Regions from separate parts of the Mus musculus genome. Here region 2 is linked to region 1. A link is a contact called in public promoter capture Hi-C data. All regions are on one chromosome and are shown on one strand. Each heading gives the region's core, a stretch centred on a gene start, on an enhancer-like site or on the middle of the called end of the contact. The rest is flanking DNA. Distances are from core to core; before and after follow the strand shown. Region 1 holds the start of Iqch (IQ motif containing H). Region 2 holds the start of Ppib (peptidylprolyl isomerase B).

The links. Promoter capture Hi-C pulls out the DNA fragments that hold promoters and counts their contacts.
Region 2: a contact with region 1 is called in a promoter capture Hi-C map of erythroid cells, with 9 times the contacts expected there. The contact joins the promoter of Ppib here to the promoter of Iqch in region 1. A contact is called at or near these places in 4 of 39 promoter capture datasets (erythroid cells, liver, neutrophils and 1 more) and 1 of 9 other capture datasets (liver).

What each region holds. Positions count from the first base shown.
Region 1 is chr9:63,600,956-63,608,618 of GRCm38.p6, reverse strand. Iqch (IQ motif containing H) reads left to right here and starts at 6,126. Exons shown (of 22, transcript NM_001311098.1): 1 at 6,126-6,252. The coding sequence starts at 6,202. Aagab (alpha- and gamma-adaptin binding protein) reads right to left here and starts at 5,973. Exons shown (of 10, transcript NM_025857.3): 1 at 5,848-5,973. The coding sequence starts at 5,920.
Region 2 is chr9:66,056,874-66,064,589 of GRCm38.p6, reverse strand. It overlaps Ppib (peptidylprolyl isomerase B), which reads right to left and starts at 4,421. Exons shown (of 5, transcript NM_011149.2): 1 at 4,190-4,421; 2 at 3,010-3,123; 3 at 1,508-1,601. The coding sequence starts at 4,324.

The sequences.
Region 1 (7,663 bases), core at 4,877-7,376:
CTGGTACACAGTGTGTTCTTGCCTGTGAGGCCCCTCAGGTCTGAGGATAATGGGTTTAATCCCTGAGTTTCACTCCTTAAGCGAATGGCATCTCTCTTGTAAGAAATGTAAAAAATCTCAAGTCCTAATGTTAGCTGGAAAAATTAAATGTATTAAGAAGTATCTTGATGAAAAACAAACCAGTTTCTGCCCCTAAATTCCATGGGACACCACCGTTCTTAGTGCCTGTGGTGACAGCTCTGAGGACTTGTGGCAGATCTTGCTGCCCTCATCTCTTCATCTGCTGAAGAAAATAAAGACCTGGAAACAGTGCTGAATGAAACCCGGCTCCAGAGCAGACCAAAGGCTCCACTCAGGTCCTCTCTGGAAGCTGTAGGAAAACCACAGGTTGTGACTCAGTTGCATCCCAGCCCTGGATCAGGAGCCTCCTCTCAGTGACTCAGGAGCCTCTTCTAAGCCTGGAGTCTGTGGATGGAGAAACACTCCCGATCCTGCCGAGCGAGAGTTCTTGTTTTGCCAAGAAGTAACGCTATAAACACTTGCTGAGAGACTCTCCATGGCCAAGTCTGTCCATCAAAAAATTGGGCTTTCTTGTTCCCACTGTTTAGAAACCTGACGACCAGGGAACAAAGGCTTCTAGATTCTGAACACACAAAGCTAAATTGTCCCTGGGCTTGTAGCTCATCAGGGGATGGCTTCCGTAAGATCCACAGGCCTTTGGTTCAATTTCCTGAACCCTGGAGGTGGGGTGGGAGTGTGGCAAGGATGGACAGACAACAGGACACACAAATGTTTGAGTCAACATGTAGGATGTCTGTTGAGATCTCAAAATTAGGCTTAATTATTAAAAAATAAAATAAAAATAAAATAATCTAGGTTAAGAATGCCAAAATTGCTGGGCATGGTGGCATATGCCTTTAATGACAGCCTCAGGAGGTAGAGGTGGGTGGAACTCTGCGAGTTTGAGACCAGCTTGTCTAGACAGTGAGTTCCAGGCCAGCCAGGGCTACAGTGAGACCTTGTTCAAAAAAGGAAATTCAGAGTCAGTAAGCGCTACACTACCAAACACAGAAGGAAGAATTACTGATACACAGAATCCTCAACCCAACGGGATGTCATATTAATATGAACAGATATGTGGCCTACTCACATTAATCCTATACAGTGAACTGACACACAATGTCTCTGCCTTAAATTTAATTAACTGAGAAAAAGAAAAACCCAGAAATTGTTAGACTTAAAGCACAAATGATCTTTTAATGTATATTTAATGCATTACACATACTTCCCATGTTAAATAACGCTCTATTTTAATGTAATATACATTTTCTAGGCAGATTCCCCCCTTTCCATTCATCAATAAATCTTCAACCATCCCAGACAGTAATGAAGCATATTTAAAACTATTTTGTAAGTATTCATTCTTCCTACCACTTCATCCCCCAAAGCAGCCACCTTAAGCAGCCTTTCTGCTTACTATGGAGTAGAGTAACAAAACGTCTCAGCTCTACCTTTCTCTGGGCTAAGACTTGACCATGAACACACACAGCAGCAGTTACTGCCTGAGCACTCTGGGTAAATTAAACCTCGTATTTCCAAACCAGTTTCTTCACCATAAGATGGAAATGCCCTAGCCTACTGTGAGTAGAACTGAAGTAAATTTTATTTTTAAAAAACACAGTTGAGGGTGCCTGGAAAGATGGATTAGAAGTTAAGAGAGCTATCTGATCTTCCAGGAGATCTGAATTCAATTCTTAGGACCTACATGGTAGCTCTCAACTACTTGTAACTCTAGCTCTGAGGGATCCAACATCCAACGCCCTCTTCTGGCTTTCCTGGTATTGCACTCACATGCACACACAGACACACATCTATTAAAAACACTCTTGGGAAGAGTTCTACGTGCACATTTACTACTATCATAATATCTCTAAGTTTCTGAATGTTACTAATTGAAAGAATTTTGCTACAGATGTTCTGGAAGCTTGTCCAGATGTAGAAACAAGGCTGCTAATCCACAGTTGCTGGCTTGGCATCAACTACACCACTCTCTAGGAGTTCTTCTAAGTTCCTCTCAGAGGAATGAGATGTGAGCTCTTAACATTTTCTAATTCTCACAGGTAGAGCACACATTTTTACTACACTCCTCTTGAGGGTGGGACCAGTACCTTAAGACATAATTTTTGTAGCAGTAGCTAGAACAGACACTAGCTCCATGTTTAATAATCATTTATCATAACACACATTTCTAGAATGAAAATATGATGTCCACAAACACACTCCAGGCAGAAAGAACTCTGATGAAGCGCAGTCACTCTCACGCATCACGCAGTCCCCTGCACAAGCTCCTCCAGCATGCTGAGCTTCTAATGGCCTACACTGTGGGACAGGTGAGAGAGCTCAGAAGGCGACAGTGCAGACAGGCCAGATAACCTAAGCTCAGCCTCAGGAATGCATGTGGTGGGATGAGAGAGCTAACTCCGACAAGGTGTCCTCTGACCCTCACAAACAAATAAACAAAAACTTACTAAAAAAAATTGTATATATATACACATATATTCATATACATGCATAAACACACACACATATATATTTTATATATATATATATATATATATATATATATATATATATATATATATATATGCCAAGAAGGCCTCCCCTTAGCTATGTATGTATCTAACTGGAGTACTGCAAGTAAGTCTTACAGTGACAAGAAGTTTTTGACAAAGTCCATGCGGGTTCTTTATCCACAGTCAAGAGTCAAGGCCTACTGATTTTTTTTTTAAAGTGGATTTCTAAAGAACTTGATATTTGATTACAAGATATTTCCACTGTTGGTCAAGAGCAGTAAAGCAGATCAGATACAGAGAGAGTGATGACAGAAACAGGATTCCTCTTCCAGATCAAGGCACATCCCAGTCAATCAGAAACCCGGGTCCTACCTAGACTACAGCCACTCATCGTGGTGGTCTCTGTCTTCCATCCCCAAATTAAATCCATTCCCTGAATAGTGTAACTCCGTCCGTCCGTCTTTAACGCCATCTGAGGCCTCCGTCCCCATGACCTTGTAAGAACTGGCCAGCCCTCTTTCCTGCTTTACTTATTTAAACCATCTGCTGGCTTTTCTGCACTTCCCCTGCTGACGTGTGGAGCACTGATGAGTGGCACCTAATTTTAACAAGAATTAGAGTTTCCTAAGTCACTCTGCATACAGAAACAAAATGGGCTGTTTCGTAGAACTTCACACACACACACACACACACACACACACACACACCAATAATGTTCAAAGTCTCTATTAAAGAACAAAGGAAGAATGCCACCATTTGCTGGCTACTGGTGGTCGATCAGCTCTTTCAAGGAACTGACCACGATTGCCAGTTCTGATCTTTGAGAAACAGGACCGGGCCAGGCACGGCGGGCTCAACACTTGGACAAGTTCAGAGCTGGCCTAGGAGACACACAAGACCTTTTTGGAGGATGAAAGGGAGACAGAGCACCATAGCTATCAGAATATATAATATTCCTGAGCCTGCCTTTGAAAGATCATTCACCTATCACTAATAGGACTCTAAATGCATATACATTTTATTGAAAGTCAGATAAATACAGACCCATAAACGCCTTCAGAAAGGTCTGGTATATTCACTGCATGGATGTACAATAGAAAGTACTTTTTGACTTAGTGTTAAAAAAATATCAGGATGGGGATTAGGGTGTGACTCAGTAGTAGTGCACTTGCTTAACACGTGCAAGGCACTGGAATCCATCATCAACACCACACACACACACACACACACACCAGGCTAAAAACTACATATGAAGTAGAATTATATAATTACAATAATTATAAAATACAGAAAATATGCAGGGGCCCCGGGGAGATGGCAAAAAAAACACCACCAAAATGTCAGCTAACATTTTTTTCTCCATATGCTAAATTTTACTAAATTCAACATGAAGTAGAAGGGGCAAAGATGGGAGACCTGGTGGGAGGGAAGGGGGAGCACTCCCTGGTGGGGGATGGGGGAAGGGGAGCACTCCCTGGTGGGGGGTGGGGGAAGGGGAGCACTCCCTGGTGGGGGATGGGGGAAGGGGAGCACTGCTTAGGGGAAGTAAGAGAATGGCAAAGAGTTTGGTTCTCATTTATGAATGTTGTAACTAAGCTTCTGCCCTAGCAAGGAACTGTCTAAGTGTTCAGAATAAGCAAGTTATAGAATACCCGTGCAGGAACGACAGCATGCCTAATTCTGTCAACAGGTGTAGAAAATAATTACAAACTGCACGATGCTTTACAGGCTCGGCCGCATTTGCAAGCCAGCACCCACGGTCTCCCAGGACACCTCTTCATGTGCCCCCTTTAAGGCTCAGCAAAGCCTGAGTTAAACAGGTGATACGCTTTTATAATAAGGCCAACCACTTATCCAATGCTTGCCACGTGCTGGCCTGTGGCCAAACATAATCCTCAGCCCACAGATAGGAAGATGAAGGGCAGAGGTTCAGTGACTTGCCCACAGTCAGAGCCATAGACCTGGCCAGTGAGCTGCCTCCTCAGCTCTAGCTCACTAGTCTCTCTGACCTACATTTCAGAGCTCATTTTGGGGTGGGGCTGGGGTTTATCTCTGAGGTAGAGTGCCACGCTCAGTATGCACAGAGCAGTGGGACTAAAAAGCAGAAAACACACACACACACACACACACACACACACACACACACGTATATTCGCGTATGCACAACAAAGGCAAAAAAAACAAAACAAAAACAAAAACAAAACCCTGAATTTTATAGCCCTTAGGGTCCAGAAGCAAAAGCACTGGGTGCAGTAACACCTCAAACTCATTTTTTTCCGGGGAACTTTCACCTCAGAAAGAACTCAAGAAATGTAACTGCAAGTGAGGGGGCACCCAACAAATATCATGTACACACAAGTATGCATGTATGTACATTACACACACACACACAATCAAGGGGAGGGAATCAAGAACGCCCACAGCTCTCATCTCTAAGGGAGTAAGCGTTTATTCTGGAGCCAAATATGAGGGATCATGAAAAGGGAACAGGAATCAGGGGTGCCTCAAGTCAAATGTTCCAACGTGGCAATAACAATTCCATGGTGTTCTTATAGGAACAACAAAGCTACATATCAGGATGTTCTAAAAATACATTGAGGGGAACAACAGGTTGGTGGATTACAGCACATCGTGGAAGCCCTTGCTGTAGGCCTCAGACACCAACTGATAAAATTCTTAGCCTTTGGGTTGATGGAAGCTAGGGGGTCTGTTTGCTTATTCCCAAAAGGACTTTACCTGATAGTCAGAGGATATTAGGTCAGACACAGAAGTGGGCAACAAATGGCTAAGAAGGAGACTAGAGACAGTCCACGAGAATCTGGCTACAGTTATTAAAATTCCAGCTCTCCACAATCACAGGAGTTCTGGTCAGTCCATCATCCTGGCAGAACACTAACGCGCGTGCATTTTTTGTTTGTTTGTTTTTTTGTTTTTTTGCTGAGCACTTCAGTTCACAAGAGGAACCACTACCCCAGCAGCAGGGGCATAACCCCCAAACACAACACCGCAACTCCAGCGCCTTACATTCGTCTAAGAGCACAATTTCCGGGGTCTTGAATATCATCTTAGGGGGTGCTTGCCACCACCCCTGAGGCGGGAGGTCAGAAACCGGCCTCACTTTACACAGGCAGAAGGTTAAGCGCCTGGCGCCGAGACCTGCGGAGGAGCCGGAGCCTAGGGCCCAGCTCGGGCAGAGCCCGGGAGAGGTCGCCGGCCCTGCGCCCATGGCTCTGAACTGGGCCTTGCAGCCCGGCTCAGACGTCGGGTTACTCACGTTGCACCAGCCGGTCCCCGGTGAAGGTGGCGGAGCAGCTGGTAACCAGCGCGCAGGGTACACCGGCAGCCATCGCTGCGGCAGAGCGGGTTCCGCGCCGGCGCTGCTTCCGCCTTGGGCCGTACCACTGCAGCGGGCACGCGGGGGAGATGATCCGGGCACGCGCGCTGGGCGGGGCCGCGCGCTGGGCAGCCGAGGCTCCGGCTGGCCCTCACACCCCCCTTCCCCGCTCCTCCAGTGGAGCGCGCCGGTCGCGCGCGCCGCGTTGCTATGGTGACGGGTGCCCGCACCATCTAGGAGCGCTCCGCAGGAGGCCATACCTCCGGAGCCTAGTGTCTTCTGCCCTCCTTAGTCATGGCGCAGGCCCAGGAGGACAGCGACCCCATTGGATCCATCCTAATCCAGGTGGGAAACAGGCCGGGCTGGCGGCCGCACAGACCTCCCCTCGAACCCCGAAACCTGTGATCCCAAGCACCACCATTTATTCTCTCGGCCCTATAGCAGGAAACGCCTACACTTTAGGGCATCATGCTCTGGGGGTTGAACACAGGACATGCTAGCGCCAAGCAAGTGCTTTACCGCTAGGCTGCATCACCTGTCTTCCTTATACTTCGGGCCCAGATGGTCATTGACTGTCTTGGAGCACCCTCTACAATCCAGGCAGGCCTGGAACTTGTGATCCTCCTGCCTCAGCCTCCTGAGTAACTGGGATTATCAATCTGTACTAGCAGGCTGGGGTGCTCAAGGCACCATTTAAAAATAAATTATGAAATGTTTAAAGTCCATCCATGGCTTGGGGATGTGAAGGAGAAACAGATTCATCATTAGGAGGTGGTGAGAAGTTCGAAGAGAACGTGAGCTATGGGACCCGTGCTTCTTAACCTACAATAGTCACTGCTTGCTTGGGAACACACACCCAAGCTTTTTTTAAAATTTTTTTTTCTTCGAGACAGAGTTTCTCTGTGTAGCCCTGGCTGTCCTGGAACTCACTCTGTAGACCAGGCTGGCCTCCAACTCAGAAATCTGCCTGCCTTTACCTCCCAAGTGCTGGGATTAAAGGTGTGCGTTACCAAACATATTTTTAAGATCACCTGGATTACAAAACAACATAAAAAATGAAAACTTGGAGAAATATCTTATTTATAATCTAGGGAGAAAGCTCTCAAAGACTTGACTTCTCCAGTGTAATTCAGTTTGTGACAGTTGAACAATTTTTCTGAAACAGCTAGGTTGGTTTGGTTTTTTTTTTTTTTTTTTTGCTTTGTTTTGTTTTGTTTTTTTCCGTGTTTAGGTATGGGTCCCTTTAAGATGGTCTCACTTTAAGAAGTTCTGTAAGACCCCCGATGCTGGGCCTCTGCTCAAGTCCCGGGATGAGCTGGCCAACACCCCAACATCTCGAGAGAAAACCACACCTGATGCAAACTGCAAGAGGTTTTATTATCAGCTAGCTGAGGACGAAGTCCCTCCACAGTGCAGGGCAGGGGAGTTCGACCCGAGTGGTGACAGTAGGGGGCTTTTAACAGCTAGCTGAGGAATTGGGAGAGGTGTTGGGAAGAGTTGGGAGGAGAGCTGGGAAGAGTTCTTCTCTTCTGGGTGTCCTTGGTGAAATTTACAAGGCAGGTGTGGGGAGTGAGTTCTTTCTGAATTTTTATCTCCGTGTCCTCGGCACAGGAAGGCAGGCATCTCTGGTTGTACAGTATAGAAACAAAAAGGCTTTTTGCTGGCTATAGAGAACAAAGAGCTTCTTTCTAGCTATATTTTTAGAGATCAGGGAAAACAAGCTTGGGGACCGTCCAGGGGCTTTACCTTCCTGGGA
Region 2 (7,716 bases), core at 3,172-5,671, 2.5 Mb before region 1:
TGGTGAGAAGACCTGGCACGCACAGCGACCTGCTGCCAGGCATGGAGCCCACAGGGTGGAAGAGGGAAACTGGCTTTAGCGTGCACGCAATGTCGTGCGCCAGCCAACCTCATACACGCATACAGGTGGCCTGGTATGACAGGGAATGACATGAGGCGCTCCAGGCCAGTGACACACAGTGACTAACTTCCTTTGCTCTCAGGTCACTAGTGCTCATCCCACAGCTCCTCAGGATGCCTCAGGTCAGGGACTGACCAGGAGAGGTGGGTGACTGTGTGGCCTCTGGGGAGGCAGCGAACCAGGATTAGACTAGTTGGGGTGAGCTGGCCTGTTTCCTGCAATGGCTCTTGGCTGGATACTGACTGCTAAGACTTCCTATTTGCCTTCCATCCTTGGAAATCTTAGTTAACCACGAGACTGCAATTGTCCCTGTTCCAAAAAGTCCAATCTATAGCCTTAGTTTCATTCTCACCCTCAAGACACAAGGAGCTCCAAGTCACAAAAACAAACAAAACAAAACCCCTGAAATTTGTATTTTACCCTTTATGATGGTAAACATGAATCCCACTTAATCTATCACAGAACTCCCATCCATCTGCTTTGCAAATGGTTAAGCTTCATGCCTACCATTTTTTGTTTGTTTGTTTGTTTGTTTGTTTAAATTATTTTTTCTGAGATGGTTTCTGTTTAGCCCTGGCTATCCTGGAACTCACTTTGTAGACCAGTCTGGGCTCAAACTCAGAGATCCATCTGTCTCTGTCACTGCACATGCCACCACACTGGCTTTTATTTTTAAGTTTAAGTGTGTGGGTGTTTTACATACATATATGTTTGTGTACCACACATATGCGTGAGGAGACCAGAGGAGGATGTCAGATACCCTGGAACTGGAATTACAAACAGTTGTGAGTCAACACATGGGAATGGAGGCCAGGGCCCCTGCTCCTGTCAATCCTCTCTACCTGAGTCATTTCTCTAGTCCCTGGTGTGCTAAAATTGACCAGGCTGGCCTTGAAGTTACTCAGGAACCTCCTGTCTTAACCTGAGCGCAGAGGTTACAGGCACCACTACACTTGCCTTCAGTTCTCTAGCTTTACTTATTTGTAGAGTGTGTGTGTGTGTGTGTGTGTGTGTGTGTGTGCGTGTGTGTGTGTGCGTGCGCACACGTGCGCGCATGCATAGTGGTCAAAGGCCCCTTTTGCAGAAGTCACTTCTCTTTTTCTAATGTTTGAGACCCAGGAAACAAAGTCATCAGCCTTGGCCTCAAGTCCCTTTACCCATCTTTTTGGCTCTAAGTTTATGTGCATGTGTTTTACACAAGCAACAGATTGTGTGGTGCAAGCTACAGACTTGTTAATTGCACTGGGCTGTCCTTTCAAAGAAGGGTACAGCTAGTCTCAATGCAGGAGAGAAGCCGGCCCCTAGAGCAGGTGAAAGGAGATGCCTGGCCACCCCACCTTGGACACTACAGTGTCAAGACTCTTCTGCTCAGAGGGCCTGAAGTTACCTCCTGTGCCATCTCCCCTGGTGAAGTCTCCACCCTGGATCATGAAGTCCTTGATGACACGATGGAACTTGCTGTTTTTGTAGCCAAATCCTTTCTGGAGAGAGGGAAGACAGGAAGGGAGAATGAGGCAAGAAGGGGATGGCAGACAGGCGTGCACAGCCTCGCCCACAGTGCTTTCTGGTATAGATGCAGCATTTAATGTACCAAGGGAGGGACCAGCCACTGCAGGCCAACACAGAGCATACAGATCTAGAGGTGGGGGAAGCAGATCTCTCTACTGTTCTTGAATAATGTAACCCAGGCCATGAAATGCCATTTTCCCTCTGTGTTCTCTTAAGAGGTCTGGGGATATATCTCAGCCAGCAGTGTTTGTCCTAGCAGGAACACAGTCCTGGGTTCTACCCTTAGCACGGTATAAGTTGAGTGTGGTGGTGTGTGCCTGTTATCCCAGCACTCAGGAGGTAGAGGGAGGCATAATCAGAGGCTCAAGGTCACCCCTGGCTACAATCAGGTTCAAGGTCAGCCAGGGGCAGCATAAAACTGTCTCAGGAAAAACAAAATAAAACAGACAAGTTAAAATACAGAATTAATTAAACAGAATATATGTTTCCTTAAAAATTCCTTGTCATGGGCTGGTGAGGTGGCTCAGTGGATAAGAGCACCTGACTGCTCTTCCGAAGGTCCGGAGTTCAAATCCCAGCAACCACATGGTGGTTCACAACCATCCCTAACGAGATCTGGAGTGTTTGAAGACAGCTACAGTGTACTTACATATAATAAATAAATAAATCTTAAAAAAAAAATTCCTTGTCATATTCTTGGATCAAGTTCCTTGGACCCTTTTATTCTTTTTTAAAAACTGCTAACTCAGCTATGTATGTAGCGGCACAAGCCTTTAATCCCAGCAATTAGGAATCTAGGCTAGCCTGATCTAAGAGCAAGTTCCAGGACGACCAGTGTTAACCAACTCACTACTTCCCCCTCCCCCCCCCAAAAGCTCTTATTCCAAAACTTGTCATATCACATGGTCTAAGAACATTCAAATAAAAACTCAAAAAAAAAAAAAAAAATCAGATGTTAAAGTTTACTCTCTAAACATTGCAGCCACACAGTACCATGTTTGTCTATGTTCTCTCTAACATAAAACCACGTTAACACTTCAGTAGCCGCCACACCATTTGGCAGAGACAACTGTGAGGCTGCCAGATTTAGCACTGTGGATTATTATTCTATTATGACTAGCTGTAGGAAGCAGCAGGGGTTGGAAGAACCAGTCCAATCTCTGGGAAGTGCCAAACTGGGCAACTGAGGCTCTGAGTAAGTCACCGCAGTTCCAGGGCCTTCTCCAGAATTAAAGACTGGACCCCTTTATTCCCACTTAATATACAAAAATATCTCATCCTCAGGGAAGCCAGCTAATGAAGTCTGTCTACCACTACACACGGGCCACACTCTGAAGCCCCAGCTGCTCCCATCCCTACTGTGTGGGGTTAGCCACTTACCTCTCCTGTAGCTAAGGCTACAAAATTATCCACTGTTTTTGGAACAGTCTTTCCAAAGAGTCCAAAGACGACTCGTCCTACAGATTCATCTCCAATTTGTAAATCAAAGTATACCTAAGGAAAGTGAACAAGTCCAAGCTTAGCCTTCACAGGGGCCTTGGTAGAGGAGGGCCTGAGGAGTTACCCCATGAGTGAGAACAAAGCCTAAAGCTGTGGCTGAGTAGGGCAAAACCTTTGTACAAATCCAACAAACAGGCTGGAGAAACAGCAGCTGTTAAGAGCATCTGCTGCTTTCCCAGACCCTAGAGCTTCTGTTCTCAGCACCTAGATGGTGGCTACAACCATCTGTACACTTATGAAAGCTCTAGTAGTCTCCAACCCCAGTACTAGGGAGTACGAAATGGTGGGCCACTGCAGATAAGCCGTCCACCACTGAGCTAATAACCCCAGTAATTAATCTTGCTAAATTGTAGTCTCCCTCAAGTAGCTGGGAGTAATATATGCCACAGCACTTGGGTCCACCCCAAGAAAGGATTACAGACTGCCTTATGGCTTAGAGGAAAATTCGGTTGCGGCCAAGCCTGAAGACCAGAGACCAACGTGAATGGACTCCTGCAAACTGTCCTCTGACCTCTACGGTTGCACTGTGGTACCCGAGTCCCTCTCCCTACTAAGTAAATAATGTAACATTTTTTAAAAGTTTTCGTTCTCAAGACTATAGAATAGCAATCTGTGCTCTTTAAATGATTCCAGATTATAGAAACATACATTAAAAGGGGGACATACACAGGGAGATACACTGTGCTTGCAAGTTTAACTATATTTACTGTGTGTGCTACAAAACACACTAAACTGGAGAGACCATAGTAAAAGATTCGGCAATTCTGATCCATCACCATTTCCCAGCAATGCAGGGGATGTGCAAAGGGACCGTCCTAAGGATGTCCGTGCTGGCCGAAGCTGGGCATCCTGGGTCAGGGCGGGGGGCTGGGGGAGTCTGGGTTATTCTCTAGTCTGAGTAGATAGGGCGAGCCTGGCTTCAAGAGATCAAAGTCGACCCAAGGAAGAACTGAACAAGAACAAGGACGCTCAGGTCGGAACTACTGGGCCAGACCCGCTCCGGCTTGAGCCGGACCTAAGGCGGCGGAAGGCAGGCCTCGCTGGTGAGGGGAGCCCAGACCTTGACTGTGACTTTAGGTCCCTTCTTCTTATCGTTGGCCACGGAGGGTCCGGGCAGCAAAAGGAAGACGACGGAGCCCACGATGAGGGCGGCGGCGAAGAGCACCTTCATATTGCGCTCCGAGAGGCGCAGCATCCACCGGCAGCAGCAAGAGCGGTCGGGCAGCCCGGACCGGAAAAGGGTGTGGACGCGCAGCGTGCGCGTGGCCGCCCAGGCGTGGGGTGGACCCGGGGCCGCGGGCGGTCTCGTAGCGCCAGGAGCGCGCCACGTTCTCCCTGCGCAGCGACGCCGAGTGGTAGGCGCTGCCGGGGGCGGGGCTGCGGGTGGCTGCCACGTTACAGCCCTCTGATTGGGTATGTCAAGGCGGTGCGCAAAGGCAGCGTTGGGATTGGTATCAGAAAGAGAGACTACGCACCCCAGCGTGCCTTGCGACCCCACCTGCCCATCCAACTTTCAGACTTTTGTCACGGCGTGCAAAGACCAGTCGCTGCCAAATTTGGAGGTGGTCTTCAGAAGACTGGACACACTTAACCTTAGTACTAGGGGTTGAATTTAGCGGTTGAGCGTTACAGCATAGCCTTCTATATCTTCTATAATGCCTTGCTTGGGGACCGGGCGTAGTGGCTCACACCCGTCATCCCAGCACTGGGCAGGGTGAAGTAGGATGGTAAAAAGTTCAAGGCCAGCCTGGGCTACAGAGTGACTACTAGTTCTTTTTGGACTAGAGTGAGACCTTGTCTTAAAACGAACACGACCAGTCATGGTTGCACGTCTCTTTAATCCCAGCACCTTGGAGGAAGAAGCAGAAAGATTTCTGTGAGTTTAAGGCGGCTTCTATGTAGTTAGTTTCTGGCTATTAAGCATAATATAGTAACACCTATGCCCGAGAACAAAAAAGGGGTGGAGTCGAGGGGTGAAGAGATGGCTCAGTGTTAAGGTTCTTGCTCCACAATCATGAGGACCTGAATTTGGACCCAGCTCTAAAAGCAGATCATGGCCATACTTTATGACTCTAATCCTAGTGCTGTAGTGGTGCTGGACATAGGCGGGTCTGGTAGCCTTGCTTGCTTCCAGACTAGTTCTTTGATTGAGGTAGAGATCCTGTCTCAAAATGAAGGCCCAGAATGATAAGAGCTCTACACATAATGTGCATGCATTACACACACACACACACACACACACACACACTGCTTCCATTTTTAGTTTTTACTAATTTACTACTCATCTTTGTCTTGGAATCCTGTGCTTAACTGCTGTGTGCGCCTATGAAAGGATGCATTCTGTTGGATACTTTGGTATTTATCTTTTCCTTTTTACAATGTCTCATTGCATGTGAGTGGGTAGACACGTAGTTACCTGCATGTGGAGGGAGTTTATTCTCTCCTTACATCACAGGGACTCTGAGGGTTGAACCCATGTCCTTTGGCTCAGAGGCAGCAGGCAACTTTACTGAACCTGAGTTATCCTACCGGCTCCTGGTGTTAAATTTCTTTTCTTCGCACTTTGTTTTAGGAGAATGAGCCCTTGCTGCACATAGTCTTTACATAGCTCCCCTAGCCTGTCTCCAGGGCTCGGTGCTCAGCAGGTATTGGTTGGGGTGGCTTCACATTAACATAGAAGTGGAAAATAACATATACAAAGGTCTGTGGCTGACTGCCTTTTCTTTTTCATAGCTGCAGGTGCTTCCATGGGCTGTTTTCGGTTGTAACACACACTTGGTGTTGCTCCATTCTATAGTGCACACACTTTGGCGTTTGGAGTCTTACACTGTGCTGATTCCAGTGATATTTACCCTATAGGCTCGGGCATTTGAATGCTTGATCTCCAGTTGTGCTGCTGTTTGGGCAGGCTTAGAAGGTGGGGCCTTGTTGGAGGAAGCTCATCACTTGGTAGGATATGAGGTTTCAAAGCCCTGCACTATTCCTAGCTAGTGTTCTGCTTCCTGCTTCAGGTTCTGGATATGAGCTCTCAGCTGTTCCTGTTGCCAGGCAAAGAGGCAAGAATAAAACTCAGCTCGGCATGACCTAGCCAGGCTAGTTCGACTTTCTGGGGTCTGACACCAACCAGTGTAGGTTTTTCATACTTGAGTAAAACCTTGGGGGGAAAAGTTTCCTTGTGACAGCTATCACAACAAAGCTTAAGGTGTGCCTGCAGTGGAACTCCCTTGCAAAGCACATGTCCTTTGCAGAGCACTTATGTCCCTCCTTCCACAAGAACAGGCTCTAGTGACTGACAGGCAGTGCTCAGAACAAGAGCCTAGGGAGCAAAGGTTTCTAATAAGCAGAATAGCAAACTCTTTTTCAAAACGCACAGGACCTCTTTCATAGGGGTTATACTGACTCAGAAACAGTGCCCAGGCGTCTGGGGGATTCTGAGTGAAGGCTGTCTTCACAGAATAGCAAAGGTCGCTAGGTTATTTCTTCCACTGGGAAAAAAACAAAACAAAAACAAACCCTGTGTGTTAAAAAAAAATTCTGGTTTATCTGGTCTTGTTTATTAAGTAGGTAGACTTCTCACCCTCTACACATTTTTATAGTTTGAAACTATGTAGCTTGGTCTGTGTATGGTGTGCAGTGAGTGCTCTCAAGTCCCGAGTCATCTCTCCAGCCCCCTAGAAAAGGAGTTTCAATGGTGAATCCCACAATGGGGCTGGCCTGGCAGTGGGAAGCAAGCATGGTCAAGACTGGCTAAAATGTGTCCAGCAGAAAAAAATCCCTCTTTCTCCCTTTTAAAAAAATAATTGGCAGGACTTTCATCTCTCTTTCTATGGGCTCTCTTTGTATTGGTTCCAGTGAGTGTAATGCTGCAGAGCTATCGATCTGAGTAGTTTGTGTCTATAATTGCAGACAATGCTTTGTCCCAAAGCACTGAGAAGAAGCCGTCTTAATCCCTCAGTCTCACTTATGGTGGTAAAGCCTTGGGTGATGGGCCTAGTTTGTTTGTTAGGCTTTAGCAGTGGAAGAGTATCTTGGTGGATCAGGGCCAAGGAATGCCACAAAGTCACCATGGAACAGGTATCACAGAAGAGGTTTGTTGGAGAGGGTGCTATACAGAGGCTGTCTCTGAGCAAGGCTGGAGGAGAAAGACAGCAGGCTGTGAAGCCACTGGCTTTACAAAGGGGGGTAGCACATGAGCTCAGGGAGAATATGCCACTTGTTGAGACAGTGGAAATGTGTCGAATTTGGCTTTGTCCAAGACATAGTACTCAAGTCCGTTGGATTGTGCCTGACTTTCCCCTCTTTACCTCCTGTCTGCTTCTGTCCAGGGCAACTCTTACATATGGGGATCTGAGGGTCAAGAAACCTTCACCTCTGACGAACAGTCCTTCCAAATAGGGTTGAGAAATTATTCAATAGCAGGCTGTCAGGAGCCGATTAAATTCCCATCACCCCTATGCCTACCCCTCTTTCTTCTTATAATGATCTTTTTGCCTGCTTCCTCTATGACTAGATAGAAGGCTGTTGCAAAGAGTGGCCAGCTGTATATGGAGGTTGCCCTTACTGGCCTAGTTTGTGCCATGTGCCACT